7 separate regions of the Mus musculus genome follow, and all the other regions are linked to region 1. The links are chromatin contacts, called in public HiCAR-type and promoter capture Hi-C maps. All regions are on one chromosome and are shown on one strand. Each heading gives the region's core, a stretch centred on a gene start, on an enhancer-like site or on the middle of the called end of the contact. The rest is flanking DNA. Distances are from core to core; before and after follow the strand shown. Region 1 holds the start of Prcc (papillary renal cell carcinoma (translocation-associated)). Region 2 holds the start of Chtop (chromatin target of PRMT1). Region 3 holds the start of Ints3 (integrator complex subunit 3). Region 4 holds the start of Dennd4b (DENN/MADD domain containing 4B). Region 5 holds the start of Rps27 (ribosomal protein S27). Region 6 holds the start of Gatb (glutamyl-tRNA(Gln) amidotransferase, subunit B). Region 7 holds the start of Ubap2l (ubiquitin-associated protein 2-like).

Region 1 (3,512 bases), core at 563-3,062:
AGATTTAAACAGATCCAGTTGTCAATCTCCAGTAAGACTACATGCTGGACTCCATTTTCATATCTGTAAATAGTATGTTAGGGCTGAGGATATGGCCCAGTTGATAAGGATGCTTGCCTAGCATGCACAAAGCCCTAGACATGAATGTAAGCTGCATAAAGCAGGCATGGTGGTGTTCAGCTGTAATCCCAGCACTCAGGAAGGAGATGGAGGAGAATCTGGAGTTTAAGGACAATCTTAGCTACTAAAGTTGAAGCCAGCCTGGACTACCAAATCCTGCTTCTATAGGTTGTAATCCCAGCTACAGGGGAGACTGAAGCAGAACAATCTAAAATTCAAGTCAGTCTAGACAATCTAGAAAAACCATTCCTCAAAATAAACAATGGAAACAGGGCTGGGTTTTGTAGCTCAGTGGAAGAGCATTTACCTACTATGTGTGAGGGAGGCTACAAGTCCAACTCCCATTGTGTGTGGGGGTGAGGGAGAGGCAATACTCAATTTCTTATACCAGGGATAGTGTAATACACTTTTTAATCCAGCACTTGGACTCTGAGACAAGAGGATCACAAGTTGAAGCCCAAGCTGAGCTACACAGTGATTCAAGAAAAGCCTGGGTTACAATACTAGAACCATGTCAAAATAAGTAAACATTCCATCTCTTCTCTAACTCCACTCATGTCCTTTACCTCCTTCCAGCCTTCTTATTTTAGAGATGGGGCAAAGGATAAGGCTGGTCCTGGATGTTCAACAGGAGCACTTTAGTCCCACCAGCTGTCACTTCAGGCGCCACTTTTAACCTGCCCTCAATATGGGAAGAGAAGCCAACTGAGATAAAGATGCTGAAAGGGAAAGAATTGTCTCCATGCATGCGCCTTAAGCCTGTCAGTACCAAGGATACCACGCATCCCTTTCTGCAAGGAAGTCCCAGGTTCCAGAATGCCTCATGGCCAATACCCTAACTCCCCAAAGCAGGCAAGTTCAGGTGAATTTAACCGCCTTCTAAGAGGATTCCAGCGGCTCGGAGTCAACGGATGCGTTTGTCGAGCTCCATTATGGTTACAAGTCCCTCCTACCCCTAAACTCCAGCCCAATGGGACTTGAGGTGCCCCCCCCCTCCATACTCACATCGCCCTTCTGCAGCTCCGGCGCCGCTATCCTAACCGGTTCGGTTCTCTTCTTTGGCTTGGGAAGGCCCAAGGGGGGTCCGACACCGCCCACAGCTGGGGGCAGACTGAGCCCAGGGCCTTGAGGCGATGGCAGCCCCAGCCCCTCTCCAACTCCCGCAGCTTCAGCAGGGCTCACTCCTGCAGGTGGCGGGAAGCCGCCCAGGCCAAAGGGCAGCGGCGGAGGCGGCTGCAGTCTGGGGTCTCCGGTGGGCGGGGGCAGCAGGAGCGGCGGGGGGAAGGCTGGGGCCAGCATCTGGGGGGGCGGGGGCAGCAAGGCCGGGCCTTTGGGTGCAGGAAGAGAAGCGAACAGGCCTCCTAAAGTGGGCCCTGGCATAGGAGCCGCCACATCCTCTTCCTCCGGCTCCGGCTCCGGCTCCGGCTCATCCGGCTCACTATCGTCGCTGCTGGCATAAGCAACCAGAGACATGGCGCCTCCCGCCTTTGGGACGCCCTTGCTGGCAGACTAGGCCTACTTGAGACCCGGGATGTCCCGGCGGCCTAGTAGGCCCTACCAGCGGGCAAGGCGGGGAACCGAAAAGCGCCTCCTGCTCCGTGCTCTAGAACTATCCCCGGCAGGAACCCATGGCTAGGGTTGATTTCCACCGAGTAAGAATTCCCGCTACACTTAAGCTCCTAGCACCAAGCAACTACACACACCTAATGGCCGCCGAGTCACTCCGCCTACTACTCACCTCACAGACTTAAGAACTACAATTCCCAGAGAAGACTTTAGCAACAACCCCATTCTCTACCTCCGGGAACTCAGTGCAAAGCATGGCGGGAATTGCAGTCTAAAGGTGGCGTAAAGGGTGCGCAGAAAGACTGAGCGAAAGCTTCCTCTGATGCAGTGATTCCTGGGATTCGTAGTTTGTTTGTTTGTTTGTTGTTGTGTGTCCTTTCAAGTCCTATGTTACTACAAGCCCCATGGATCAGCGCGGTAGCACGTAAGCATTTAGAGCATTTCGGTACTTGAAGTTCCTCAGAGCAGCTAAGGATTATGGGAGCTGTGGTACCCTTAGAAACTGCAAGTGTTGTCGGGAAAGTGATGAAGTCTGGGAAAGTAAATAGCTTAAAGGGAAAGTTACCTGTAAATAAAACAGTGATGCTTCCGAGTCGACCTGGGTGTTAGAACAAAGCACCCCAAGAAAAGACAAAGCTCTAGGGTACGTTATAAAATTAAGATTGCGAAGCCAGAAAGAAAACGAGGCCGCAGGCATCTGAGAGCATGGCAAGGGTGGTGTCATGCACCTTGAATCCCAGCACTAGGAAGTCAGACGCGGGCGGAGATCTGTGAGTTCGAGGCCAGCCTAGACTATGAAGTGAGGTCCAGGACAGCCAAGGTGACACAGAAAATCCTGTCTCTGTCTCACAGAAAAAAAAAAAAAAAAAAAAAAAAAAAAAAAAAAAAAAGAGTCAGTGCTCTTAACCAATGAATACACCAGTATACATCTAGTAACAGTACACACCTCCCATGAACGCTATCCCCATGAGTGTGGGGACTTGGGCTCCTTCCTCAGCAACTAGTGAGAAGCACGGGAAACTAGGGCAAGGTATTGGAGAATTGGAGATTAATCACTTTACCTCAGTAAAAGGACAGACTATGGCCCGGTACACTTCCAAGTTCTTAGGGGTTGATCACCTGTGCCCACCCTACAGTGCATGTGTCTTTGGCATTCATTTCTTGGCTGGATGTGCTGTCTTCTCGGCCTTTGCGTATGGCCCTCATATCCACCCACTTTTACTGCAGGCTTTTTCACATACTGCCCGTCTATGATGACGTGCTGTGCAACTGCTCTTCCCTGGCTCCCTGTGATTCTGGATCACTTCTGTCACCCTCTAACTGAGGGCCCTCTACTTGCCATGTCCTTTATACATGAACCCATCTCTCTGTGGGTACCTCCCTGCTCCTAAGAGCAGAAAACCTTTGAGGTCAGCCAACAACGAAAGAGCTGCTAGAGTTTGGCAGGGAGGAGGCTAAAGAACGTGGAAAGGGTGCTTTGAGCGAAGGATGAGGATTGTAAAGACTGTGAAAGGATGTGGCTCTTCCTCACCAGCCTCCTCGCCATGTGTCTGAACATTTGGCTTCATACACAAACTTATACCACCTTCTCTAGACATCTGCTTAAATCTCCCAGAATAACTTGTATACACCTGTGTTTAAACTATACTGAGTTTAGGCAGCTCAACATTACAGTGCTTAGCTAGCATGCACGTATGTACATGATTCAGAATTTGACACCCCACTGATACCTGTCCCCCCCCCAAAAAAAATTAAGATTTATTTATAGCCCAACAGTGGTGGCGCACGCCTTTAATCCCAGCACTTGGGCACTTAGGAGGCAGAGG
Region 2 (3,512 bases), core at 683-3,182, 2.6 Mb after region 1:
GTGGTGCTTTTTAGCACAACTTTCGGCGCTGACTGTGCAGCCATCTTCAAATCCCGAGAATCTACAAAGGACAATATGCATGAGTCAATCAAAATAATGAAGCTTGCATTTTCACAAGAAGCAAGGCATAAATCTGTTAAAGGCCTATATTTTTAACTCTGAAGATGGTATCATGAGATCTTAAGTTTGCCAGGTGGTGGTGGTGGTGCACTTTTAGTCACAGCATTCCTGAAGCAGAGGTAGGTGGCTCCCTTTGAGTTCGAGGCTAGCCAGGTCTACATAGCAAGTTCCAGGACAGCCACGGCTACCTAAGAGAAACCCTGTGAGGTGGGGGCTTACGTCCATACAATAGTTATAAAAATTTCAAAGCTCCAGGATGGAGAACATCTGCCAAAGTCTCCAAAATAGCAGAATGAGATGTAGCCAAAGCCTAGGAGTTTGGCTTTCAATAGTTCTTCTCAGCCTGGACTGTATGTGACTTAGCTGAGGAATGTTTGAAAAAAAAAAAAAAAAGAAAAAGTCCCTCCCAAACTAAACTAAATTCTTGATGCCTGGATCCAGACCAATTAAAGTACAATCTGGCCATGAGGATGGGGTACAGCAACTGGGATTGGGGGTGCTACCCAGGTACATCTTACATGTCTATAGAAAGTTGAGGGTCATGGATCTAGAGAAATGGAGGAGCTGGGAATATAGCTCCTCAGTAGAGTGCTTGTTTAGCACTGATGAAGCCCTGGGAAGTTCAATTCCCAGCAGCAACAGGGGAGTGGTGTAACAGTCTGAGGCTGTAACGGGTTACATTGTCACACTGTGAGGACCGGACTCTCATACACCCAAAATAAAAAGAAAAGCCTAGTTTCAAAATCGATTCTCAACTCCAAATGCAGGTGGAGCTCTAGTTAGACATGGCAGGGGAAAGACAGAAGAGGTTTTCTAAATGGGTATTCAATCTGAGAGCTCTGTTAAGAGCACACCACAATATTTTAACTGTAGTGGCATATACTGGGGAGGGGCTGAGGCAAGGGGGTCACAAGCTCAAGGCGAGCCCGGGTGATTTGACAGACCCTGTTTCAAACTAAGATTATTATTATTTTTAAAGCTGGAGATGTTAACTCGGGGCGCTAGTTTAGCCAAAGTACGATTTTGGGTTCAACTTCGGTGCCGCAAAAAAAAAAAAAAAAAAAAAAAAAAGAATCAAAATCGAACACCCAGAGCCGCCGCTAATTCCTGTACTCCTCATTTGACCTCCACCTCGAAGCCTCTCAGGACTCCAACTTTGATCAGGCGACTATTTCCGTGGTTATCCCCATCAAACGCTATTCTGGGGCGAGGCTTTGGCTCCGATGGAGGACGCTTATCTAGGTAAGCAAGACACTGGATTTGAGGCCAAACCACTACGACCAGCACCACCAGCACCAGCACCTGCACCAGACACGCCAACCACAAGCAGCACCCGCACGGCTAGCGGCCCAGCTCGCTGGCCGCGGTTCCGGCTTAGCCTCCGCCTCCCGGCTCCGCCCCCTCCCCGGCCTCTGCGCACCTCAGCCCGGTCCACACCTGCCACCCACGCCACCGGGCCCCGGACCCCGCGCCCCTCCACCTCTGCCCTCTCCACAGAAACTCACCGAAGGAGATGGACGCCAGCGCTCCTCCCGGGGTTGCCACCACGGCTGCGGCGGGCGGCCCGGAGGCCGGCCTAACCTGAGCTGACGGCGGGCCGCTCGGGTTAACTAGCTGGGCGGTTGGCTTAGATGCTTAAACGGTAGGATGTGAGGCTTCCTCGTTGTGGGTTGAGTATCTAGCTGACCGATCCTCCCGCTCGTCAAGCCTGCCCTTTCCTGCCTTTCGTCTGGGCCCCCAGAGCCGGCGCCGCCAACTCCCGCTTGGTGTCCAAAACAAAATGGCCGCCGGGCCCACCAGTGCAGCGTGACCGGCTAAAATGGCGCCGACGGGCTTGCGTCAGTGCGCGCGCAACTAGGGGCGTGGCAACATGGTCCTTTGGCCTAGCGCAAGAATCGCAGCGAATCCCCACTGACTTTGGCAAAGATCCCTTAAGTTACGTGTAGTGCTCCGCCTTCGGGGGCGTGGCCAGTGGCCGTAATCGCTAAGTACCTCTAGACTACCTTCTGGACAAGTTTATGCCCCACTTTGGTGGGATTTTTGGCTTGCAAATAGCAGCTTAGATTGGCAACAGTGTTTGTATCCTTTTATTTCCCATTCCCAAGCTAAAGACAACTGTAAAAAGTCTTTATTAGGACCTTGAGACCTGGCTAATTTGCTCAGGCCCTCAAACCTATTTGTAGAGTTTCTGTTTCTTTTTGAGGCAGGCTTCCTTTGTGTAGACCAGACTGGCTTCGAACTCACAAAGATCCACCTCCTGACCCCCCCTAACCCCGCCCCTCCCAGTACTGGGATTTAAGACCCACACTGGACTCATCTACATCCTTTTATAGGGACTGCCTCTAGAAGATGTGGCTAGTTTTAGGGTGGGTCTTTTTACCTCAAGTAATCCAATAAAGCAAATCTGTATCCCCACTTATGTATCCCTAGTTCTTACATAATGTCTAGCAATGATGAGGCATCAATAAACACTGAATGAAGCTTGGGAAAAAGTTCTTCTAGTAGTTTTTTGGTTTTGTTTTCTGGTTTTGTTTTTTTGTTGTTGTTTTTTTTTTTTTTTTTTTTTCCGAGACAGGGTTTCTCTGTGTAGCCTTGGATGTCCTGGAACTCACTCTGTTGACCAGGCTGGCCTTGAACTCAGAAATCTGCCTGCCTCTGCCTCCCGAGTGCTGGGATTAAAGGCGTGTGTCACCACTGCCTCTGGTAGTTTTTTTGAGACAGAGTCTCTATAATGTAGTTCTGGCTGTTCTAGAATTCTCTATACAGACCAGGCTGGGCTTGGACTCACAGAGATCCTCCTGCCTTTTACGTCCCAGGTGCTGAGCTGGTGTTAACTATGGTACGTGCCACCATTTCTAGCTTTCTTCAGATTTTTTAAAAAAGATTTATTTATTTATTATATGTAAGTACACTGTAGATGTCTTCAGACACACTAGAAGAGGGCACCAGATCTCGTTACGGATGGTTGTGAGCCACCATGTGGTTGCTGGGATTTGAACTCCGGACCTTTGGAAGAGCAGTCAGGTACTCTTACCCACTCAGCCATCTCACCAGCCCCACATTTTTTGATGGCTTGTTTATTTCTGTTTCTGGCTATGTAGTATGGGCTGGCTTGGAACTCAAAATCTTCCTGCCTCATCCTTCAAGTCCTGGTATTACCAATTACTCATACAAATCCTTGAGAAGCCAATGACACTTGGATTCCAGCTAAAATTTTCGGACCCCTACATTTCTGGGTTTTGAGTGTTCCTTAAATAAGGAACTAATGTAAACTTGACAAGATAAGGTGTTGGGAGTGAGCACCCCTTACTTCACACATAGCCATGCCCAGAGGGTACAGACATTGATAGCTGGTGAGAGAGAAGGCTTTATTAAAACAAGTGGCAGATCTG
Region 3 (3,512 bases), core at 549-3,048, 2.5 Mb after region 1:
GTAACCATGGAACTGAATGCTTTAGGCTTTACAAACAGTTCAACAATCATGCCTCCGTCTGTCCTACATCCTAAGTACGTCTTCCTGTGTGTAAGTTGTGGAAGTGGCTACACAGATCATCTCTAGTTAGTCAAGCACAGGGTGAGACCAAGCAAAGAAAAGGAAGGGACAAGCCTCCTCACTCATGTTCTGTGTCTGCCTGTCGTTGTTTTGTTTTGTTTTGTTTTGTTTTGTTTTCTGAGGCTGGGTTTCTCTCTGTAGCCCTGGCTGTCCTGGAGCTCTCTTTGTAGACCAGGCTGGCCTCAAACTCACAGAGATCCACTTGCCTCTGCCTCCCGTACCTCTCCTTCGTGTGTGTATGTACTCTCTGGTACTAAGGAAAGCAGTCCCCTATATACTGGCTCACCCCACTGCTATGACTGATATTACCAAACTAGATACTACTTACTTGTAAGTCTTCACTCACTCTATAAATGCTCGGTTAAAATCACTGACAAGTGTCTGTATCCACACACAGTCAATGATACCATCTAAGAAGAGGGGCCAAGTCTGTAGGAAGTTGCCAATCCTCAGACACCTGCCTGTAAACACATATATACTTTTCAACTTAACACTCTCAAATAGGGTGGATATTTTAGATAGCTATTGGTGTGTATGTGGGAAGAAATGAAAATAACTTTGGTCAGTACTGATGCTACATCCCTTCTGTAACCAACACCCCTCACACCCATTTTCTTAATAGCGGCAGCTGTTACTAGGGCAACCTGTCCAGGAAATTGACCCACACTTCTTCCTCCAGAAGCAGGAAGCAAGAGCAATGTTTCTGCCTTACAAAAAAAAAATAATAATAATAATAAATAAATAAAATAAACTTGAAGGCCTTTTCTCCCCACCCCCACCCCATATGCGATCCAGCATCCCTCCTCAACCCAATTCCTTACTCCCTTCCCCACCCCCCACACCTACCTCCTCTAACTCATCCTTGGCATCCAAACTGGTTGAAAGTAGCAGCCTCCCCCCTCCTGGGGCTCCTGCTCCCGCTCCTCCTCCTCCACCTCCCGCTGCTCCTGATGCAGCAGCTGCTACGGTCCCCTTTCCCTTCTGTAACTCCATGGCTGCAGCCAAGAGACCAGAAGAGGTCAAGGGAGTAGACGGGTGTTAAGTCCTAGAAATGGAGAACTCTGGCTTGCCAAGGACGAGGAGCAAGAGGAACAAGTGGGAGGGAGGCCGACAGGCCTGGCTTTCCGCACTCTTGCCTCCTCTCCTGCGGAGGGGGAAGGCGCGGGTTCTCTAGATGCTCCCTCAGGAGTGGCCGGGCTGGGGCAAAGCTTTTGCGCAGAAGTATGGTAGACTAAGGGTCTTGTGTCCTGCAGGGAGATAGGCAAGGCTGCCACCCTTGCAGAAGTGGAGGGGGAAACCCTCTGGCTTCTTATCCTGAAAGGAGGGGAAACCCTAAGTTTCTGCCTCTCGAGGCGTGGGAAGGAGTCCTGGCCCTGAATTGGGAGTGGGAAACCTTCCCGGCGGGATTGGGAAACGCGGTTCCTTGGAATCCGGCCCCTAGCGGGTGAGGATGCAGCAGGAGCGCTATGGGAGGACCAGCTTCTCCCCACACCACACAGAGGCGGCCATGGTGGAAGGGCGGGGGAGGCTGAGAGTGCCCGAGCGGGCAGAGTCGTCGCCGGCGCCGGAAGTGAGCAGTCGCGGTCCCGGGCGTCCGCCAATAGCGGCTTCCGCGGTGGCGCCAGGTCTCTAAGGAGTAAGCCGACGACGGCGGACTGGCCTTTTCCCGGGCTGCCAATTGTAGGGAGAAGAATTGAGTCTGGTCTGACGGGCAACAAGTGTGCCCAATCGCATCCTTCCTCTGCATCTGGAGGCGGGACGGGAGGTACGGAGTGGGTGCTACTGCTGGGCGATCCGGAAAAAGCCGGGCTGCGCCTGCGCGCGCCAACACGCATGCGCGACGTTTCCCTCTTGCTCCACTCCCTACAGGTGTTCGGAACGTTGTCCTTGGGTAGTAGGCTGGGAGGATGGAAACCTAGCCCATAAGTGTCTATTCAGGAAAAGGAGCTGCCGAGTCCCAACCCCTACGCAGTCGCGTAGCAAACGCCCTCAGGGTCTGAAGCTACTTCCTGAACTAAAAATGCTACACGCGGCCGATTGTATGAGCTCTTGGGTGTGCAATTATTAGTAACAATTTGAAAACAAAAAAAGTGCATTGATTCTCTAGTGCAAACCAAATAGTTAGAATCGTACCAGCACTCGCTTTAACACAGTTTACTAAGTGATGGGACCTCGTCTTTTGAGACTCTGGGACTGACAAATGTCACTGAAGCCTATTGTATTTACACACACACAATCCATTGAGAGTTGTGGTTTGTTGTGATCATAGTAGGGCTTGATTGTATGAGAGTTCTTTTACCGTGCGTCTCTCAACAGAACTTTTCATTTTTAGGCGTATGAGCCTATTGCTGTCCACAGCTCTAAGGTGGGTGTGGTAATATATGCCTGCCATCCTAATACGTGGGAAGCTGGCCCATCAAATTCATGTTCCCCTTCCGTCCCCCATTTGTAGATATAGGCCTATTTTCCTGCACTATCCATTTTCAAGGCCAGTGGGCAGGTAAATTGTTAACAATGTCCTTGGAAGAATTCCAAGTTCCATAGCTACTGTTTTGGGAGTGAAGCACTCTTGAACCCAAGCTGGCCTCACTTTTGTGGCATTCTTTCTGCCTCCCAGGGACTTCTGTATCCTAATTACAAATAAAATAAGACCCGGACTGGCCGATCTCCAAATACACTTCTGGCATTCTACAATCCTCCTGAGTAAGCTTTGAATAACTTCTAGGTAAAGGACTGATTCAGCCTCGGAACTACAAACAAGTCATTACAATAGCTTAATATAACCGGGACACATGTATTGGATGGAAAGAAGAAAAAGAAAGGGCCGGGCGTGGTGGTGCACGCCTTTAATCCCAGCACTCGGGAGGCAGAGGCAGGTGGATTTCTCAGTTCGAGGCCAGCCTGGTCTACAAAGTGAGTTCCAGGACAGCCAGGGCTACACAGAGAAACCCTGTCTCAAAAAAACAAAAAAAAAAAAAAAAAAAGAAAAAAGAAAAGAAGGAAGGAAAAAAGATGTATAATACTGAATATTCTTTCCATTTTTTTTTTTTTTTTGAAGTGTACTGGGTTTGTTTGTGGTACTGATGATTGAACTCAGGAATTCAAAATAGGTAAATGCCCTGCCAGGGAACTTCCATGTGCTTTTTTTAATTTTAAAAATTCATTTATTGTTTTTTGAGACACTTGTTCCTATGTAGGTAAGGATGACTTTCCTGATCCTCTCAAGAGTTAGGACTGCATGTGTGCACCACCACAATTGTGCTTTATAGCATCTTTAAATAAGCACTGTATAGTGTAGTGGGGGCTGGCGCTGGGGTGCTTGCCTTCCATCTGCAAAGCTGCATTCACTCAGGAAGTGGTGGCGCACGCCTTTAATCCCAGCACTTGGGAGG
Region 4 (3,512 bases), core at 265-2,764, 2.4 Mb after region 1:
TCTTCATGGCCCTGTCCCATCAGTCTTCATCCCTTCCCCCTGGCCAGTAGAGACTACTCTCTGCCCCCAGATCCTTTTTCTAATATGAATGAAGGATCCTAAAACTGAGGAAAGGGAAGGGGCTTGGCCAGGTGGCCCCTGAATGCTGTATGTCTGGTGGGCTTGGGGGAATTCAAGGGAGGGCCTAAAAGCACTTGTAACTTTGAAAACCGTCTGTCTGGAGGTCAGAGCCTGTTGGGAAGCAAGGTGTAGAGGGAAATCTTGGAGAGAGGGCTTGTCCAGAAGGGATGGGCACTACCAGCCCCTCCCTATTTCTCTTCCCCTTGCAATGGAAGAGAGAGCCAGAATGGATATTATTTTTTATTAAATATATTATATGTTAATAAAAAATCCTATTAAACCTTTTGTGTGCTTGGCTATTTGGTACATGGCTGGGGACCTAAGGAGGTTTGGTGCCATAGGTTCTTTTGTGTTGCATTTTTGTTTGTTTGTTTTTTGACAGGATTTCTCTTACATAGGGCAGACTACCTAGAAGTCACACGTGCCCGTTGGCACCTTGGCTTCCTTAGTGCTAGGGCTACGGGTGTGCGTTAATCCTCTCAGAACTTTTGTGCTTGTGCGGAAGCACCATTCTCAGATTTAGGTCCCAAACTGGATGTATCCTAAAGCCTATACAGACTTCACCGAGGCAGCAGGAAGTCACCTTATGTGCCCTTGTTTGTTTAAGGCCCTGCCTGCTGCAGCATCAGGGGATGGGGCACCGTGACTAGCCTGACAAGTTACTCTTCTGAAGCCCTGGGTAAGGAGAGGCTGTTGTCCCAAGTCACAGTTGTTTCTGTTAGAAAATCCTCCCCTCTCCTGGAGGAGGCTATTGCCAGTGTTGATGCTTCTAGAGAGAAGTAAGCAGGCCTAGCTGGCTTACTTGGTTTATGTTTGGGGGACCTAAGCAATCTCATGTTCTGAGGACTGTATGTCGATTCATCCATTTCACTGCTCCATTTGGGTTTAACGCAATAGATCCTTGGGAGACAACCATGTTCCACGAAGGCTTTGTTAGACTTCACCCAGCATAGTGAAAGGAGTGCTACACCTCCACTATTCGGCTTCATGCCTTTCTTCCTCTTTTTCAATGTTCTTGTCATTTCTCGAAAGAAGAACTGAGAGTTTCTGGCTCTGGCCAGTGGGTTCTAAACGTGGAAGTGGGGAGTCACCTGGGTTTCCCAGGTCTAGGTCTTCAGGGCCTTCGCTGTGGCACAGTGGCCACATCTGACGGTAGGGCAGGACAGGAGCACCGACTCTGACTTCGGGGCCATCTGGGGTCAGTGTCTTGCTTTTTCCTCCGGGTGGTGGGAATCCGCTTGGTTGCAGGGGGCCCTCCCAGCCACCAGGGGTCGCACTGCAGGCGGCAGGGTGTTGGGCCGGCGCTAGCCAGGGTCACGGCCGCAGGCCCGGGTGTGTGGGGGGGGGCAGAATAGCGGAGGCGCCCGCGGCTCCTGGGGGGGTGGGGGGCGGGTATGAGTGGAGAAAGCAGGGCGCGTTGAAGAGCTTGGGGTCCCCAGCAACGTGGGAGCCGGGAGGACCGCGCGGCTGGAACTAGCGGTGTGGTGTGGCAGCAGTCCCCGCGTGGCGCAGCGCGCGGGGACGCTGGGACCGCCCAGATCTTCTTCCACCGTGCCCGGCGCCCTCGGCTGCTGCTTCTTCCTTCAGCCCGGGCGCGAGCGGCTCCTAAGTCGAGTGCGCCATGTCCGGGGCTGGATAGCAGCCCAGCCGCCCGCCGGCCCGCCAGCCCGCCCTCAGAGCCACCCGCCAGCGGGCCGGCTGGGGAGTCCCAGGGCAGGCAGGTAGGGGCCGGACCGGGCGGGGCGGCGGGCGGGTTAGGGCGGGCGGAGGGCGGGCGGCTCCAGGGACTGTCCCCAGCTGTTCTACGCTGCGCATCTGGTTCCGCTTCCTCCCTCCCAGAGAAGTGAAAGTGGAGGGGAGGGCGCAACCCAGAGCTAGCTAGCTGTGCTCGACATCCTACAACCTGGAGCTCCCGCGGGCGCTCAAGCCAGAGCACCCCTCCTTCCCGCCTGGGTCACGCGGCTGCTGGCGCTGCTGCCGTCACGTCCTCGGCAGTCCCCGCGCGCGCTTCTCTCGGCCCTCCGGCCTCTTGCTCAGCCACCTCCCCCGCGCCGCGCCCTCTGCCCTAGCCCCGACTTCCCGTCATTCGGCATGTGGGCGTTGGGACCCAAAGTGGCTCCAGTGCCGTTGTTTTCCCCCAAGGGAGAAGGGGCTGCATTCTATAGGACTCTTCCCTGGCTGGATAAGGGAAGGCCTGGACACACAAGTCCTGTTGATCCGGGACCACCCACTTGCCTATAGAGGGTCTCATCTAACGGCTTTTGCCTACTGTCTGGAGCACAGAACTACTATTGGCCTGCAGTGGATGAGAGAGTGAGCTGTGTCCTGGAGTTAAATCAGGAGGCTGACGCTGACTCCTGGCTTCACCTCTCAGATGTAGAGAAGCTCAAGCTAAATTTAGCTTGAGTTGGGGCATGTGTGTCCAGAGGCCAGGTTGAGAAGACAGTCGGTTTGGCTCTAGTTCTCTGAGGAAGAGCGGGAGGTTAAATAGACTGTGCATCCTGGAGACACTAAAAGCTTCCCTGCCTTGCACAGGACCCTTAGTGGGAGGTCTGCGTTGGTCTGATGCTGTGCTGGCACCTTAAACAGTACTATCCCCCCCGCCCCCCCAGCGATACCACACACCCATAGGCTGACTTATGCTGAGCTAGCGACAGCTTCCCCTTCGCAGCCATTTCAGGAAGTAGCCTCCCTTCCCCTCTGAAGCACTCTCTCAGCCTCTAGCCCCTTGCAAGCTACCCGCCAGGCTTCTTCCCACCTTCAGCACCCTGGGGCACCTCAGGACTCTTGGGGCTTCCACTCCCCAGGGTCAGGCCATGGAGGCAGGTGAGATAAGTTACCAATAGGCTGTTGTGGCCCCGATTCTGTCTTGGGCTGGGTGGCGCGGGCATGGCATGACTGGAGCTGACTCCTACAGTCCCTTTGTGCCTAACTACAGACACCTAAGGATCCTGGAGATGGGAAAGTCCTGGTTGCTTGGCCAACTAGGTAAAGTTAAGCTAGGGAAAAAAAAGGATACTTGAAATCTGATGAGCAGAAGCTAAATCTTGGGTTTTGTAAGCCTTCCTAGGCATCTGTAAAGTCTTCTAGAAATGAAAGGATGGGTGCTTTAAGAACATTAGCTGCATCGGAAGGTTCTTGTGGTGTTGCTACAAGAGCAGAGACCTTTGACAAAGCAAAAGTTGGTGTAATGTGGTAGCCAGAGTGAATGATGTCATTGCAGGCCATTACAGAAAATACTGTGTTCTCTGAGACGTAATTGTAGCGGGCAAGGAGAGGCAGGCCTTTAAAGGAATAGGTGAGGAATATGTCAGTTGTGTGTTGTAGAGTGGAGTTTGGGTTCTTTGGGAAAAAAGGGCTGATGTCACTAAGAAGGAAGGACCTAGTGGTCT
Region 5 (3,512 bases), core at 756-3,255, 2.3 Mb after region 1:
TAAAGTCTGTTGGCTGGCCCTTAAATCTCACTTCTGAATGGACTGTAATCTTTGAGGCCTTTCCGCAAGCGCACAATCACATAAGCCCTTTTTGTGGCATTTCCTTTCTCCAGCACACAATGCCTTCCTGAACAAGGTTCAGACTATTCCAGTTGTTTATGTGCCAACAACAGGAACAACTCAGCCAGGTAAAGACCTGCCCTCACTCCGCAAGTTCAGATATGTCCGTCTCCAAGTTACCACCTTGATTGTCTCGCTTTTTTTTTTCTCCTAGGTTCTTACACGGCCACATGTTCCCCCCCTCACTTCCTGAGCTCACGGCCACCACTAGTGCAGAGTCGGCTACAACACTGGTTATGGAGTATAAAACACTAACCTAGTAGTCAGCGTCCCTCTAACTGTAGAGGACTGGAGATGCCTAATCCTGCACAAGTTTAGTAGCTAACTACAAAACTAAACCTCCAGATCAAGTTTGTAGTAAGTATAAATAAAAGCTCCTAGGTGGTTAAGTCACGTGTGTAAAGATTACATTTCTGAGGCTGGATTCCCGAAGCCCTCGGTGTCTGTCTGTTCCTAGCACCACAAAAACCGCAACAGCAGTACACACCTACAATGCCATCACTTGACAGGTATCCTGTCACATACACTTGAAGCTACCTAAGGCCATCTCAACAACACACAGAAAAACAGTAACCCTCTGCTTCTCAGGCACTGGGATTAAAGCAGCCTGGGTACCATTATCCCTAAATAAAGACAGTCCCCACTGTCACACACCTTTGTATGACACAATGTTTCCAATAACCATTGCTAAAAGTTACTACCAAAAAGACATAGAAGAGTAAGCCCAATTATACACTATCACCAGTTTTAAACCATGGTCTAAGATTTATACAGTGAATCTAGATAAAAATGCCCCCAATGGACTCTAGGTGTTTGGCCACTTACTTGACCCCAAAGGGACCACTCTTCTGTTTGCCCTGGGATATGTGAGGCACCACTTGCTACCAGTTAAACAAGACAAACATTATATATCCAAAACGTGTTTATTGGGAAGGTTCCCACTCATCTTCAATCAGGGGCTTTCAGTGCTGCTTCCTCCTGAAGGAGCATCCTGGAAGAAAAAGATGCAAACGTTACTTCTGCCTGCCACTGACCCTGCCTCATCTGCAGAGTGCTAAACCTTCCTAACAGGAGTGCAGCTGGCTTTACCAGCCGGAAGCCTTGCATTCTACTCAGCCTTTCACCTTAGGACCCCAAAGCCAAACAAAACCCCAACACTGAGACCACTCACCTTCTGTCAGCCTTGCTTTTCCACCTGTAGGCTGACAGAGGACAGTGGAGCAGCCAACACACAAGACTACCGTTTGTGCATGGCTAAAGACCGTGGTGATTTTATAGCATCCTGGGAAGAAAAAAAAAGAGAAGAAAAATGTTAACTTCTTTTATTCCTCTCCAAGTTACCACTTCTGAACTCGTAATAAAATCAAAAATTAAGTTACAACCATTAGTACAGTTTAGTTTTCCCGCACAGCTGAAAACCACTTCCTTACCTGGGCATTTCACGTCCATAAAGTAGGAATTGGGGCTCTGCACCAGGCGCTTTTTCTTGTGTTTCCTCTTCTCCTCTTCTGGAGAGGGATGAAGGAGATCCTTTGCGAGCTAAAAGGGGCAGAAATGCAAAGACTTAGAAGGTAATGGAGGAAAGAGATGATGGGAAAGAGCCCCCACTGGCACACACCGAGGAGAACTCGCCCCTCGCCGCCCCTGGTGTCTGCGTAGCTGGGCCGCCATCTTATCTCCTCTCCGCTCCCGTCTACGCGGCTGACCCGTGGGCCGCCGCGGCTCTGGTTACTGTCCTAAGAGACGCAGAGCGCACATGTGGACCCTGTAGGACCCGCAATTAGCGCAAGAGGACCGTGCGGACCCAAGAGCGAGTTCTCTGTCGAAACCTGGACCAAGGAACTCACAGGCATGTTCTCGTAGGGAGGTCGTCACCGCCGGAAAGGAGCGAAAGCGGAAATCCTGTTCCTTATATCTGATATGGGACAGGAAGTGACGAGCCGTGTTGCTTCGCCATCTTCGGAAGGTCTTCTACTCTGTTCGAATGCAACGGAATGCCCGTTGACTGCCATTTGTAGAAGGTCCGTAAAGGCTCCTCGCGTCGCGGGCGCGTAGCCATGGTGAGAGAGTTAGCTTCTATTTTGAGTTCAGAATTTAGCTGCTGTGGCGAGAAAAATGGATACTTTTTTCTCACGTAGTTTCCGACTACGCTTTGACAGCTGGAGTGTGATGGGAACATCACAGGTGAACACCAGCGAGAAGCTTTTATCCATGACATTTTTAGTTATTGATAGTCTTTACCATTTTCCAGTTGGTTTGATTTACGCTGATTAATAATTCTAGACGTAAATAGGTTTTTTTTTTTAAAAAATGAGATACCTGCTTGAAGCTGGGGGTGTACTACGCTGGTAGGTAGAGTGCGTGCTAAGAATGTGCAAAGCGTAAACTGGGCAGGGCGCAGTGGTGCTGTCAGTGGCTCAAGGCTGGAATCTCAGAACTTCAGAGGATGAAGCGGGAGGACGAGGAGTTCAAAATCATTCTAGGCACTGGGCTTCCTAGCAAGTTTGAGGTCTGAGTGGACTACAGGAGACCCTGTCTGAAAAAACAACAAAATCAAATCCTGTTCATATTTGCTCCACTGCAGCTAACCCTATTGTTTACCTTTATTGTTTTGTTGTTGCTGCTGTTTTCCAGTGCTAAAGATAGAGCCCGACTTTGTATTCTTACAATTCTTTACCTTTGAGGAATAAAATCAAATATCCTTACACCACTTGACACGTGCATTGCTTTTAAAGTGCTAATTAAAGGCCAGACGAGGTTGGTCACACCTTTATCACTGCATTCTGGCAAAGCATGGAAGAGACTGAGTTCTGGCCAGCCTGATCTAGCAAGTTGTAGGACAGCCAGAACTACAAGAGATGTCTCTAAAAACCAAATCAAAACAAAAAGTATGTTATTTAACTATGGAGCTGCTGTAACCATTACCACATTGTACAAATTTGTGTGTTTGCTGCTCAACACAGAGGCAGGTGGATCTCTGAATTCAAGTGTCTATAAATAAAATAATAAATAAATAGTCCATGCTTAAATGAATGCATGTTGATTTTGGATTTTGGCAATATACATGGCAGAGATATCTTGGGAAATAGATTCTAGGTTTAAAAATGAAATTCATGGCCAGGTGTGGTGGTGCACGCCTTTAATCCCAGCACCTGGGAGGCAGAGGCAGGCGGATTTCTGAGTTCAAGACCAGCCTGGTCTACAAAGCGAGTTCCGGGACAGCCAGGGCTACACAGAGAAACCCTGTCTCAAAAAAAAAAAAAAAAAAAAAAAAAGAAAGAAAGAAATTCATTCCTTTTCCTAGACTGAAAATAATTTCTTATAATACTTGTACATCTGCAATTTATCATGTGAGCAGAAGTATGAAAATGCAGGGGATGAGGGGGGAGGCA
Region 6 (3,512 bases), core at 408-2,907, 2.3 Mb before region 1:
GCTTCCTTACCATACACTACACACATAAGTCAGAACTGTTGGGCCCCATTTTGGCCCTGGTTTGGGCCTTGAGGACAAACTCGAATCTGGCTCGAGTTTCTGCGGCCTTGTGGGAGAGCCTAAGCCTGGCTCAAGTTTTGAGACCTGTCTCAGTCACTTCCATATTGGGGTGACTCAGCAAGACCTGTTTGGCCCTGCCTCTGCCCTGTCGTTGCTGATGTAGAGCTTTGCCATTGACCCTGTCAGTCACTACGCCATCTTACCCCACCAAAACCCGCCTCCCTATGTTCCAAACTTATATAAGCAAGAGGCTGACTCCATAAAGTTGAGTTCCTGCTTCAACAAGACTCCCAACTCTGTGTGTTTCTTTTGGGCCGTTGACACTCGCCATCCTGCTCAGCCCTGGAGAGACCCCAGAGGGACAGGGACCTCTCTCCTCTGTCCTGGACCTGTCAGCAAGGAGCAGGTACAGAACCTCCAACTCTCGATCAGGTCCCTCAATCTCACCTTGCACATCTCCCAGAAACATATGTTTTACTTTACCCTTCACCACTACCCCAATCTGTTATTGCGTTTCTAAAGAACATACCCTCTCAACAGCCCCCATTTGTCAAATACATTCACTGCACTGTACTACTTCATATATTCTTGAGGCGCCTACTCTGTACTCTGGAAATACTATGGTAAATACCAGACAAGGATCCATTGAAATCAAAGATAGCTGTTAAGACTATGTTGACAATTAAAATCAGGCAATGAAAGTAAGAACTATTGTAGACTAAGTTTTCAAATAAAAAAAAAAATCACCTGGAATTTCAACAAGGGATATGAAAGGCTCTGCTTGGTTTTGCCTTCCTGAGGGTGGGACCTAGCATCTCTACATGGTAGGCAAATGCTGTACCACTGAGGGATATGCCCAGTCCAAGATGAGTTCTGAAGTCAAACAACAAAAGAAATCCATTGAGGTGATGTCTTTTTTTCTATCAAAGCTTTCTAACACAAGAAATTGTTTCAGATGTTGGCTAAGAAAAATAGTAAGTAAAAAGCACATAAAAGTTTAAAAATTTTTTTCGGACATGAAAACAATTTTTAAAACGTTTTTCTGTATGGTTCCTCTCCCTAAAATGTCAATTCTTTAAAATATAACATCCCCAAAGTCTTTCTTTCTAGCATATCAATGCTGCCTTATTATTGAACTAGGTATATATAGCAGGCATGCAAATAAGTATCAGTTGAAATAATGCACAAATTTGTGTGCGAGGTGTGCGAGCAAGACAGAAAAAATAAAAGCGTTGGAGGGTCCAGGAAGCCTTTGTGGTAATGTTAGGGTCATTTGTTTCAACTCACGGGCTTAAGCTGAGTATAAAATCCTTGGTGAGGCTTCCTTGCTTGGCGCTCCCTCAAAGAGCTGTCAAAGTACACACAAGCTCTACCGCCACAAAGCTCTCCAACTCCCCGCTAGGAGGAGTCACACAGGACCCACCAACCTTCCCACTTCTTTGGTTCCGCCCCTCCCTAACAAAGTTCCGGCAGCCTTTGAATTGGGTTGCTGGGAACAGTAGTCTTCCGGTCAAGAGCTACACGGGTTGTGGCGCATTGCCAGAACTACGCTTCCCAGGGAGCCTCGCGGCAGAGGGAGGGTGGGTCACCTGACCGGGACTTCGGCGACGCTATGGCGGCGCCCATGCTGCGCTTGGGTTTCCCTGGAAGACGCTGGGCTTTAACATGGCTAGATGGCGGTTCCCGCCACCGAAGTGGCTCTCAGACTGGGCCCACATCCAACTGGGCTAGGAGACAGAGTTCAGTGGCTCAGCCTTCCCTCCACACGGCTCAGAAGCCGAGGAAAGGGTATATCTTCTTCGTACTTTTGCCTGTCTCGTGGAAGTGCAGAACGAAGATAATGGCCCCGGCAGCCCAGCCTGAGGGTTTTAGTGTGCTGGAGGGTGGTCACCTGTGTTATGGGCAACTGAACCTAAATGAAAACACAAAACCAGGCCTGCCACCTTCAGCCTCACACTTAAAACTTCTGTCTTAAAGTAGGCATATTTGGACAACGTGCGAATGTAAAATAGCGTTTCCTCCAGTCGTCTTCTCAGACAGAAGACTGGAATACTTTGCCCTACTAACTCGTGTGGGGTCTGCGACACTAGACTCTGGCTCGTATGTAGCGGGCATTTGGCGTCACTACAGGCTAGCAATAATTTAAAGACAGAAAATAGCCGTTGTACAAAGCCCCAGATAGGAGAGGTCTTATTAGTCAGAAAGCACTAGCTATCTGTGGTTTTATTGTGGGCATATTTGTCTAGACCCCAGGAGGATGTTAGTCGACTGACGAAATCTTTCCCCGATTATATAAAGAATTGCTTATGTTGTACAGCAGTTAGTTGCTTCCGTGTACATGATTTAAAGCTTCTTTTAAAATACAGCAACAAGGCAATTTTTAAAAAAGTTTTGTTTTGTTGAGGTTGGCATTCTTTTTAGCATTTCAGTGAAGAAGAGAAGAAAAATGTCCAAAATCATCACCTTTCTATTCTCTTCATAAACTAGACTATTTTCTTTCCACGAAATGAAACTGCAGAAATACTTCGATTAGCAATTAGAACATGCAGAATTTCTGAATTTCTTAGTTTATTTCCTCTCTCTTGAAAGCTTTATTATCAAATTTTAGAAAGAAGGAATTAATCTTTTCTCATTCCTTCATCTGTTGAACTGCTTAAAACAAAACTGAATGCACATGAATTAAAATCTGACTAATATAGAAAATGTCTAGGGAGAAGTGAAGACTAGGAACATACATAGGAATAGAGAATTTAATTCCCCAAAGAGAGTGGAGTACTGGCTCACCAGAGTAGGGCTGTTCAGATAAGAGACAGTATATCACTGTAAGCATTTACAAAGATTTGCTAGCAGTGAAGTATGAACAAATGAAAAAAATTTAAGTTTAGATCTCAAGAACTGGATGGGACTTGGTGGATGAAAACAAAGTTTCCTCTAATGGTTTTCTGTTCTTTTTCACGGGTTTTAAGGAATACCATATTGTGGTAGTCTATGGTATCTGATCCTGCTTCTGTAGCTACAAGCTCTTAACAATGAACTCAAAATATGGGCGATAATTTATTCTTTAGCCATCATTTCTCTAGAACTAGAATCCTGGCATTTGTATTAAACCCAAATAATGATAAGATAAGCTTTTATTATTTACTGAGTCATTTACTTAGTGTTTATTAACTAATAAGGTACATTTAGTTTATTCACCAATAAAATGACACATTTTAAAATATAAGCATATAAAATTTTAATTTAAAACACAAGATTATAATTGGAAATATAGGTTTATAAGAATTTATATTTAGCGACAAATGTAACGTTTTAACCATTTTCCTTCCCTTTAGTGAACACAAATGGGCAGCTGTAGTAGGACTGGAAATTCATGCACAGATTTCCTCCAACTCTAAACTCTTCTCTGGAGCTCAAGTGTGCTTTGCAGCACCTCCAAATTCTCTGGTTTCTTA
Region 7 (3,512 bases), core at 617-3,116, 2.2 Mb after region 1:
CTAAGTACTTAAGGGAAGTGGGATGAGAAAGAAGTATTGGAAACCAAGGGAACACTACAGAACAAGTACAGGTTTCAACAAAGAAGTGCCCTTGACTACATTTTGAAAGCCAGCTACTTAAAAAAATAGCCAGAGAAATTTTACTGAAAAAAATAAACAATAAGTATTTATTGAGAATCTACTACTTGTCCAATCCTTCAGGAAATACAAAAGCAGTGTGACTTAGTTGCTGCTCTCAGGGAGCTTACAATCTAATGTGAGAAACAATTCAGACATTCTGAAGTTGGACTGGGATGGGTAAGGCTTACCACTTCTAACAGAGAAACTAATTTTCCTAGACCTGTGTCCCATTCCCCAACCACCTTCAATCTAATAGGAGTCTTCCCAGTTAGAAACACTGGGGAAAGCCAGTACATTTAGCCCTTCCTCACTATTTTACATGACAGCAGTATCTCCCATTCACAACAGAAACAATCACTGGGATGATCTATAATTAAAGACAGTGGTATAGGACCCACAACACAGTCTTATCAACAGATACACATCCAAATATTTTAATCTCTAATGCTGGTTGTCAAACTGACTCATACCCCCCTCCCAGCAAGACACAGCAGATATCCCCAACGCAGAATATGGGAGGTGGAGACAAAAAATAATCTCTCCATTTAGTAGTCAGTGAGTCAAAGGCAAAAACAAATTTAACAAAATCGCCTTTAACTGTTTTTTCTTTCCACAACAACCTACACCAGAGGTTGCTAAATTTTAAGAATCGTGGAAAACAGTCTCTTGTTTGTGACATCACTTTGCAAAACAATTTAGGGGCTGTCCACCAGGTGAAGGGTCTCAAGAAATTTGGAATTCCATTCCCATTATGAGAAAAATGAACAAATGCCCAGTCTAGTGACATCCCTTAGGCGCAACACAATCCACGGGGGCCTCCATGTCCAGCTTCCCAAATAAGATAACTGCTTGGGTAGCCAAAACTACAGTATAGACAACAGGAAGTCAAAGACTGCAGCGAAAATATATTCCACGACCAGGGTCGGTAAGAAAGAAGGCAGGGTAATAAGAGGAGCTGACAAAGAGGCTGGAAATGAACAGAGAGGACAGAAGCCCACGCGCGGAGGATGGGAGACTCACCCCCCTCCGCGCCACATCTAGAGCCCATGGGGCCATTCGCTTCTCTACCTCCCACCCGGAACAAATTAATCCTCCGCACTCCAAACCGAGGGCCACATGGGGGAGTTTGGGGCAGCTCCACCCCATCGCCACCCCCCCTCCGCCCCCAAAACCAGGCCGGATCCGGATCAGAGGCCCAGAGAGGACTGGGGAGGGAGGAGGCCTTCTCCACAAGACACTGACCCTCCTAAACAACCCTACCTCAGGCTGGGCCCAGGCCTCGCTCGCCCGCGCTCTTTCTCGCTCTCCCCCTTCAGGCTCTAGCCACATGCCCCCCCCCTCCGGCTGCCCCAAGCCCCGCCCCGGCCACGCTCCCAAATCGAGGCCCCGGCTCTGGCGCGGCCCAGTAGGCCGCGAACCCAACTATAAACAAAACCCCCGGCGGCCAATTCGAGGTGGGGAGGTTGGACGCCCGGGTTCCCAAGACCAGAAGGGAGGGTGTACAGTGGGGAGACACACGGCGTGGGGGGGGCCTACCGCGGGACAGGAATACGGAGGGGACAGAGGAAAAGAAGGGAGGGTAAAAAGGGGATCGCGGATTTAAAGGGGCCGCGGACAATACCCGGCCCCGCCGCGTTGCCGCTGCCGCCGCCGCCGCCGCCAACGCCGCTGCGCTCCCAACTTTACCTCAGTCTCCTCCACACTGACACCCCGGGCCGCGCCGCCCCTGTCACGTGATATAAGATTCCCTCCTCCCCACCCCCTCCCTCCTTTTCCCTCTCGCGCTCGCTCTCGCGCCTTCCCCCTCCCACTTGCCTTCCTGCGTCCCTCAGCACGTGACGCGAAAGGGCCGCGCACGTCAGCGTGCGCGCGCCTCCCCGCCACGAAACACTGCTCTTGAGTTCCGCGCGCCCGCCCCGCCCCCGCCCCGCCCCGCACGGATCCGCCTCCATCACGTGACTCCAGTAAGGTCTCGGCTTCCTCTTACTGGCGTAGTTCCGCGTCTCCGCACTCCCAGGTACCTTTGCGGACATAAGTCACGTGGCGGAGGGGGTGGGGGTGGGGAAATGGGACGGGAAGGTCCGATGCTTAACTAGCGCCCCCATCCACCATGTTTTCTGACGGACTCTAGCCTGGTTTTTTTTTTTTTTTTTTTTTTAATCGAAAACCATATGGAAATGTTCGGAGAGCTCCAGGGAACCTAGGTTCCCTGGCTTCGGCAGAGCCTGGGCTAACGCGCGAGCGCGGCGGGACTGTCCTAGCAGGTGTTCCCGGAGAGAGAGGCGATGGCGTCTAGTAGTAACTGGCTTTCTGGAGTGAATGTCGTGCTGGTGATGGCGTACGGGAGCCTGGTGAGATCCCCATTCTCTTCCTCTTGTGGCATTTGTCTGAGTCCCGACCCTCTGAGCCGGACTCCTGAAAAGAAGGCTCCTGAGCCGTTCTGTCTTTGTTCTTCAGCCACTTAACTTGTTTTGTTTCTGGACTTCCGAATTGTATCCGTAGACAGTCTGAGATCTTTAAGTCAAAGCTGCCTGGCTCTAAGTAAGAACCCTCCCTCTTAAATTCTAGAGCCCAGATTAACATGCCTCTCCGTTACTAGCCCCTGACCCACCTCCGTCCTTAGCGACCCGGCTTCGCCCCAAAGCATCCAGCTCTGAAGGCCTAAACCCAGGGATTTTGAAAGTGAACATTTTAAAAAATTATTGCTATTACTAAAATGGCTCTAATCTCTTTGGGCAGGTATTCGTACTGCTGTTTATTTTTGTGAAGAGACAAATCATGCGCTTTGCAATGAAATCTAGAAGGGGACCTCATGTTCCTGTAGGACACAATGCCCCCAAGGTAGGTCACTAGAATGCAAGGTAAACCTGTTCTTTGGCACAAGGAGATTTTTCTCGGACTTTAAAAGAAGACTTTTATTCATATGCTTCCTTTCATTCCACAGTCTAAGCAATAACTTCCTGCTCACTGCTGCTCCACAACATGTACCTTAAGATTTAAACCAATTCAGCTGTAAAATGTCTCATCTTCAACTAAAATTACTAAATATTTCATGTTGCTTTAGTTTAAGCATGATGCTGAGAACACTTACAGTTGGTTCCAGCGTTGTGAGAATGGTTGCCTTTGCAGAATTTTAAAGATGCCCATTGTGCTTGCTTAGAATGCAGACGACTGGGTTTAATCCTTGACACTGCTGAAAGCAAGGGGCGGGGCAATAATCACCTAGTTATACTTTTCAAGTCAAACCTAAAGCCAAAGAAAGAAATTACCTAACAACTTTTTAATGTTGTTATTGTTCTTTGTTTTGTATTTTGAGACATACTGAACACCCAATTGTAACCCAATAACTCTCACCACGGAACCTCAAAGCAGCCCTCCTGCAAGGACAGTAC

What was found. Promoter capture Hi-C pulls out the DNA fragments that hold promoters and counts their contacts. HiCAR-type assays count read pairs that join an accessible place to other places. Capture Hi-C pulls out chosen DNA fragments and counts their contacts.
Region 2: a contact with region 1 is called in a promoter capture Hi-C map of pre-B cells, with 9 times the contacts expected there. The contact joins the promoter of Chtop here to the promoter of Prcc in region 1. A contact is called at or near these places in 2 of 39 promoter capture datasets (liver and pre-B cells) and 1 of 9 other capture datasets (adipose tissue).
Region 3: a promoter capture Hi-C map of pre-B cells shows a contact between it and region 1, with 6 times the contacts expected there. The contact joins the promoter of Ints3 here to the promoter of Prcc in region 1. A contact is called at or near these places in 2 of 39 promoter capture datasets (liver and pre-B cells).
Region 4: a contact with region 1 is called in a promoter capture Hi-C map of liver, with 4 times the contacts expected there. The contact joins the promoter of Dennd4b here to the promoter of Prcc in region 1. A contact is called at or near these places in 1 of 39 promoter capture datasets (pre-B cells), 1 of 115 datasets of contacts at active chromatin or transcription factors (large pre-B cells) and 1 of 9 other capture datasets (liver).
Region 5: a promoter capture Hi-C map of pre-B cells shows a contact between it and region 1, with 6 times the contacts expected there. The contact joins the promoter of Rps27 here to the promoter of Prcc in region 1. A contact is called at or near these places in 3 of 39 promoter capture datasets (cranial neural crest, liver and pre-B cells), 1 of 484 Hi-C or Micro-C datasets (CD4 T cells) and 1 of 9 other capture datasets (liver).
Region 6: a promoter capture Hi-C map of liver shows a contact between it and region 1, with 8 times the contacts expected there. The contact joins the promoter of Gatb here to the promoter of Prcc in region 1. A contact is called at or near these places in 3 of 39 promoter capture datasets (liver and pre-B cells), 2 of 484 Hi-C or Micro-C datasets (both in liver) and 1 of 9 other capture datasets (liver).
Region 7: a HiCAR-type map of astrocytes shows a contact between it and region 1, with 2.6 times the contacts expected there. The contact joins the promoter of Ubap2l here to the promoter of Prcc in region 1. A contact is called at or near these places in 3 of 39 promoter capture datasets (embryonic stem cells, erythroid cells and hippocampal neurons), 1 of 115 datasets of contacts at active chromatin or transcription factors (astrocytes) and 1 of 9 other capture datasets (liver).

What each region holds. Positions count from the first base shown.
Region 1 is chr3:87,883,750-87,887,261 of GRCm38.p6, forward strand. Prcc (papillary renal cell carcinoma (translocation-associated)) reads right to left here and starts at 1,813. Exons shown (of 7, transcript NM_033573.2): 1 at 1,126-1,813. The coding sequence starts at 1,593.
Region 2 is chr3:90,507,566-90,511,077 of GRCm38.p6, forward strand. Chtop (chromatin target of PRMT1) reads right to left here and starts at 1,933. Exons shown (of 6, transcript NM_001293776.1): 1 at 1,626-1,933; 2 at 1-61. The coding sequence starts at 44. It overlaps S100a1 (S100 calcium binding protein A1), which reads right to left. Exons shown (of 3, transcript NM_011309.3): 3 at 3,469-3,512.
Region 3 is chr3:90,431,838-90,435,349 of GRCm38.p6, forward strand. Ints3 (integrator complex subunit 3) reads right to left here and starts at 1,799. Exons shown (of 30, transcript NM_145540.3): 1 at 967-1,799. The coding sequence starts at 1,113.
Region 4 is chr3:90,263,721-90,267,232 of GRCm38.p6, forward strand. It overlaps Dennd4b (DENN/MADD domain containing 4B), which reads left to right and starts at 1,515. Exons shown (of 28, transcript NM_001356483.1): 1 at 1,515-1,841. Crtc2 (CREB regulated transcription coactivator 2) reads left to right here. Exons shown (of 14, transcript NM_028881.3): 14 at 1-405.
Region 5 is chr3:90,211,643-90,215,154 of GRCm38.p6, forward strand. Rps27 (ribosomal protein S27) reads right to left here and starts at 2,006. Exons shown (of 4, transcript NM_027015.4): 1 at 1,968-2,006; 2 at 1,551-1,659; 3 at 1,292-1,402; 4 at 1,025-1,111. The coding sequence starts at 1,973. The coding sequence ends at 1,083. It overlaps Nup210l (nucleoporin 210-like), which reads left to right. Exons shown (of 40, transcript NM_029937.2): 39 at 114-188; 40 at 275-509. The coding sequence ends at 375. It also overlaps a transcript of Rab13 not described here.
Region 6 is chr3:85,572,472-85,575,983 of GRCm38.p6, forward strand. Gatb (glutamyl-tRNA(Gln) amidotransferase, subunit B) reads left to right here and starts at 1,658. Exons shown (of 13, transcript NM_144896.4): 1 at 1,658-1,848; 2 at 3,393-3,512. The coding sequence starts at 1,673. It also overlaps Gm3740.
Region 7 is chr3:90,050,649-90,054,160 of GRCm38.p6, forward strand. It overlaps Ubap2l (ubiquitin-associated protein 2-like), which reads right to left and starts at 1,867. Exons shown (of 28, transcript NM_001165984.1): 1 at 1,807-1,867. 4933434E20Rik (RIKEN cDNA 4933434E20 gene) reads left to right here and starts at 2,154. Exons shown (of 7, transcript NM_025762.3): 1 at 2,154-2,471; 2 at 2,860-2,961. The coding sequence starts at 2,406.